Regions from separate parts of the Gossypium hirsutum genome. Here region 2 is linked to region 1. A link is a contact called in public Hi-C data. All regions are on one chromosome and are shown on one strand. Each heading gives the region's core, a stretch centred on a gene start, on an enhancer-like site or on the middle of the called end of the contact. The rest is flanking DNA. Distances are from core to core; before and after follow the strand shown.

Region 1 (3,102 bases), core at 121-2,620:
CAACCAAAGGAGATAACATAGTAGTTCGCTCAGACACTTGGGAACAAACAGATCTACTTGAACTTGAACTTTGTAAACAGCTTTTTATTCCATTCTGACACTGTTCAACTGTTACTGATTCCACTTGACCATCCAAATTATCGGCTTGACATGCAAAATGATCCTCAGGTTGTTGAGCATCATCGAACCGAGAAGACACCAAGGACTGGTTGGATGAAACCCCATGTTCAAGACCTGAAGTCCTCAACACAGCTCCACTATCTAGTGAGATTCTAGAAATTCCCACTTCAAGTTCATCCCTGTCGGAACTACCAGGAACCTCCCCGGTAATCGAATTCCCATCGAAACTTAGATCCATCCATCTTCTAAAGTTATGCCGACGCTTATCAACACTTTGTGGGAACGCAGACCAGAACTCGAAATGATCAAAACTATCCAAAAAATCATTAACTAAGCCTAAATCAGGACTAGGACCACATTCCTCAGATGCAGAAGAAATCTCCTCCCTGCTATCAAAGAATTTATCATCTTCTTCTTCTAAATAACTCCCCATTATATACCCTTGTTTTCTCTTCTCTCAATCCATGAAAATCCTGAAACATCAAGTCACTACTAAGTTTTCGCCCTCAATCTAAGAATTCTTTTGTTTTTTAATTTCATATTTTCCCTTATATTATTTCAAGAACAACATAAATGATAAAACCAACGACAAACGTGTAAGAAGAAACATAAAAAGGACATGTATTTGCAGGAAATTCTCAAACACCAAAAGACAAAGATGAGAGGGCTTTAAAGAAACAAAAAAAAAGAAAAAAAGAAGAAGAAGAAGAAGAAGAAGACCCAAATCCATAAAACAAAAGAAATAGAAACCCAGAAAAAAGAAGAGATATACTCACCAGGGTCACCACGAAATAATTGGTCAAAACCCCAGAATTCCACAGATTTCCTCAGTTGAACAAACACCCTCTTCCCCCTTCTTTCTTTCTCTCACAACAAATACAGCCAAAATAATAAAATAATAATAAATGAAAGCAAAAACAAGTGTTGAGAATGGCGTAAACACAAAGGAGGAGAAGATCCAAATTCCTAAAGGGGGGTTGATAGGTGGTGGTTTATTTGTTTCTGTATCTGTTCTGTCTGGGTCTGCTGTATTTCTCTCTCTTTGAAGTCAATTGCTTTGGTTAGTCCGTTGGTCTGTTTTTTGCTTTTTTGGCTTTGGTGATTTTCTTTCTCTTACCAAAGTTAAAATAATATTAGTAGTGTGTGTTGAGTTCTTTCTAATCGCCATCTCTTTTAAGACAGCAGTTAAGTTTCACGACTTGAATCATTTTTTATTCCTAAAACTGGCCAAAATGAAAATTGAAAAAGAGCGTTCAACAAAATCCAAAATTTTGAAAAAGTGACGAATATTATAACCGTGTGACTTGCACTTTCGTCCCGGCCTTCACACAGTAGCTAACGACTTTTTTCTTTTTTTTAAGGGGTAAACTACAACCATACTCACCCAAATTCAACTATTTACTCACTTAATTTTTCGATTTAGTCATCCAACTATTAATTTCAGTTAAGTGAATAGAATAAAGCTAGTTTAGATATTTTAATATTTACATATTTTATTAATTTATTTATAAATCTAAAAAAATTAATAAATTTAATCATTCGTGTTTATAAAATTTATCATTTTAGTCTAAATTCTAAAAAATCACTAAATTTAACCTCAATATTTTTAATTTTTCAATTTAGTTCTAATTTTAATTATTTTTAAACAAGAAAAATATTTTAAAAATTCATTTCTTATATTCTTTAACGTAACTCCATAATCCACCGAACAAGAAGAGTATTAAACACCATTTGTATCATGCTCATTTTAAACTGTCACCTTCATGAATATGGTAAAAAAGTAGCCGGCTTAAATCCAACTATCTAAGTGTGATGTTTTAGATTAATATCATATTATTTAATTAAATTACTCTAAAAAATAGCACTTTTTAATCATTACAAAATAATTTTTTTATTTTTTTATTTTAAAAATATACAAAGACCTAATGTTTGAGTAGAAAAAACAACACAAAGTGAAATCTTTCACGAAATGAAAAACTTAGAAAAGGTTTTTTCCCCTGCTTTTTTTGACTTGTACATGCTATCAATAACTTTCAATCTTACGTAGTCCAAGCACGTCGCTCAAACGACTAAAGTCTTAGAAAATCGTGTCCATAAATTAAAATACAAGCTGAACTAAACTAAAGAATATAATTTTGTGAATTCCATGTCTCATGGGATTGTCCAACTTCATCTCTCTCTAATATCCATAAATTCATTTCGTGTTGATTTCTTTTTGAATAATTTGCTATATTTCTCTTTTGTTGTATTTTTCTATTTCTAATTTATTTATACTTATTAGGTTTTTAATTACTTTTATAATTTTTATCCAAAAAAATGAACATTTTTAATATTTTAACTTTTTTTTTGAAATTTTTAGAATTATAACTAAATTGATAAATTTTATAAATGTTGAATGTTAAGTTTATTGATTTTTTTTTTAGAGTTACAATTAAAATGAAAATTTTTTTAACATTAAGAGTAAAATTTATTATTATACCAATAAAAAATCCACATTAGCTTTCCGTTACTCATCTAACAACAACTAACGAGAGAATGATTAAAATATTTTCATTTGGAAAAGTTCAATGATTGAATAAAAAAGTTAATACTTTAGTGACCAAAATGGAATCGAAGGCATAGTTAGGAGATTAATTTTGTAGTTTACTCTTTATTTAAACAAAATTAAAAAGTCAAAAGTTGAAAATTGTATTGCATTGTTAAGTCTTTCTCATTGCCCTAAGCGCGTTTTCATAAATAAATAAAACCATTATAGAGGAAAAAGAACGCTAATTGACAAGAATTTTTTACCATAAATGTCATTTCATCATCCATAGGCTAAAATTCAAATAAATTTCATTATGGTTTTACTAACACATTTATTCACCATAAATTGATGCTATAAAAGCTTGTATAAGATCATAAACGTGAATATTCAGGAGACAGTAACAATCAAGTTCAGTAAGAGCAAAAGTGGAGTCGTAGCTCCTTTCATTCACTACA
Region 2 (3,010 bases), core at 374-2,873, 37 kb after region 1:
AACACTTCTTATAAATAATATAATTTTTTCATAACTTCAAAAATTTAATTTTTTTTAAATAAGTTATGATAAAAAAACTATAACATATTCTTTTTATGATTAAGTATATTATTTTTATAATATATATAGCACTGACACATAAATAATAAATATACTATAACACTTCTAAAACATTAAGATTTAAGTAATATATTTTTTATTATAACTTTATAAAATACACAAAATATTTTTATAATATAATTTTTTAAGATTTATAACATAATAATTTTTTGACCATAACCGTTCCAAAACACACACGTGTTCATGTTTATAATATAATTTTTATAACTTGTATAAAAACATTTTGTTAAAAATTGGATTTCGGTGTAATTACACCAATTCTCACTATCTTCCTAAGAATTGGAAAATGTAATTAGGTACTTAAATTAAACCTAATTTGGCGGGACCCACTAATTACAATGGTCACTCAAATATATCACCATTCTACAATTACAAGTAATTATGTCCAAATCCAATTAGTAGGTACCTTTCTAGATAATACCTTAAAATTTTGAATTAAGTTGATTTGTAGACAATTTTGAAAGGTTTATTTTTCATCAATGGAGAAACTTTTTATTAAGAAAATTATCACAGTGAATGTTAATTGATTTTTTTTTTAATTTCACTAAAAATCTTATCACACGTGTATACATGTGGAAACTACAGATTTAGAATATAAATGTATGTTTAAAAAAATATAAAAGAAATAATGAAATGTATTGTTTGAAACTAATTAATAACAACAAATGAAATATGTACATTATTTAAATTATTTATCATAGTGTTGTTATCAATTTTGAGTCAGTATCAAGTTAACTTGTGACATCAACTCAATTAAATATATTTTTAATATACAAAATTGATGGAGATAATAAAGTGTGCATTATAAAATTACAATATATAAAAATATCAAAATAAAGTTTTATTTGAATGATAAGTTAAAAGTTTTACTAATACAATTGATATGAATTCAACTTTCACCTTATACATTTTTTATTAATTTTTTTAAAATAAAAATATTAAAATGCTCTTGAATAATAATACTTATTTTAATTATGAAAAATATTCGCATAAATTTTTATCCAAATTGAGAACCATAATTGAGAGTGACTGTGGCATAGGCATGTTGAGAGAAAGAAGTTGAAATGGAATCGTTAGTATACAAAAAATCGAACTCGCAAATTTGGTAGAATTCTTTACACGCAGTTTAATGCAGGGAGACCTTGAAGCAAAATGGAGTACGGAAAATTGATGCCAGCACTGGCAAAATAAGGGCCACTTGTGTGACCCTTATGGCATTTCATGTTGAAACGTAGTTCATAGGTTTATCTATGGTAGAATTAGTGTTAATTCAATTTCAATCTAAATATCTGCTTCAAGAGGAAGAATTTATATTGAAAATAAGCTTTTTATGATCGTATAACAAGCAGTCAAATATGGAAGTTCAAGCTTCTTTTTTTTCTTCATTTTGTCTGCAGTTTGCAGTAGCTTTAAAATGGAAGGAGAGAAATTAAAGATGATGAAGAAGGCCTGGTGGTCTAAAATGGTACCTTGTTAGTTTGCTTCAATTGTGGGCTTCGTACTCTTTGCTATGCTGGAAACCAGGCCCTTCCATGGCCAGACCACCAACCACGTGGGTTTACTTTTTGACCCACCATTTGGTCTCCAATAGAAATGACAATGAGTCAATCAAACATAACATAATTGATGAAATTATTTAAACAAAAATAAAATATTAAAGTAAAAAGTATATATATTATAAATATGAGTTAGTATTTGATATATTAGTAGTGTATTTTTCTATAACACAAGTAGTCTTAAGAAATTTTCATGTGTTTTTTTTAAATATTTATTTTTTAAAAATATTTTACTATAACTTTATAAAATACTTATCAACTTCTTAAACCTACTTGTAGAGTCTAAAAACTCCATTAGCAGTACATCAAATATTTTTTTATAATAATATTTATTTTTTGGGTTAGTATCCTGTTCATTGCAAAAAATAGAATTTAGTATATGACACATGTCTATTTTAATTTATTTTTAAGATTCTCTTAAAACATATAATGATATTTCGCCGTTATTAGTAAAATTTTCTAACTCCACTAACAATGGACCAAAAGATTTCCATTTTATTTTTTTAAAAATTATAATCTATATAAATAAAATATGAAAATTAGAGGAAAATGGAAAATGGAATATTAAACATTTCTTTACTGTGTTTATGAAAATCTATAAATAGATTTAATTCCCATACATTTGCATGAGTTAGTTGTAAGAAGCTTAAGTGGTAGAGGAAATGTGGTCCCTTAGAGTAGGTTAATGTTGGCGCCGGCCTCTACTAATGGCAAATCATATTCATATTACACTCTTCCTATCCTATTCTCTACTAATGGCCTCTTATAGTGCCTTTGGTATTCATGGCATGTGGTATAAAATAGTATCGTGCTATCACATGAAATTATTGGTTACTTAGCTTTTATTCATTCAAATTCCATTTTAATGTATTTATTCCGTTTATTTATGATTTTTTATTTTAAATTAATTGAAACTTAATTAAAAATAAATAATTTTATTTTTATTTAAATATATCGAAATCCAATTAATATTGCACCATCTAATCCGATATGAATAAATAACTAAAATAACCAACTACAAAAAATTATCCACTTGAATTTTTATAAATTATTTTTAAATATAAAGTATTTTTAAATATAAAGTAAATTCAATACAATAAGTTATCTTTTTTAAGAATATATGACAATCTTCATATGAATTATTTGAAAAAAAAACAAAAAATGAAAAAAGTATGATATATGAAAATTCAATTAAAAATGTCAAAATAAATAAATTTTAAAAAATTAATTATATGAAATATTTTTTATAACAAAATTTAATATAATGATTTTTATAGTCCAAGTTCCAAAGCCTAAATTCTTTTTCTATAAGGCATCACAATTTTAACCGCTCA

What was found. A called contact is a pair of places that touch in the nucleus more often than the background predicts.
Region 2: a Hi-C map of leaf shows a contact between it and region 1, with 2.5 times the contacts expected there. The contact joins the enhancer-like site here to the promoter of LOC107951314 in region 1. A contact is called at or near these places in 6 of 34 Hi-C or Micro-C datasets (callus, hypocotyl, leaf and 1 more).

What each region holds. Positions count from the first base shown.
Region 1 is chrA02:43,713,356-43,716,457 of Gossypium_hirsutum_v2.1, forward strand. LOC107951314 reads right to left here and starts at 1,371. Exons shown (of 8, transcript XM_016886317.2): 1 at 897-1,371; 2 at 1-593. The coding sequence starts at 553.
Region 2 is chrA02:43,749,803-43,752,812 of Gossypium_hirsutum_v2.1, forward strand. No RefSeq gene overlaps it. Among protein-coding and RNA genes, the nearest start is that of LOC107951314, 37 kb to the left of the region's middle. Within about 2 kb of position 1,624, at least 5 of the 9 cell types and tissues checked have an H3K27ac peak or open chromatin away from gene starts, as enhancers often do. A contact at or near this core is called in hypocotyl and leaf, where this site is marked.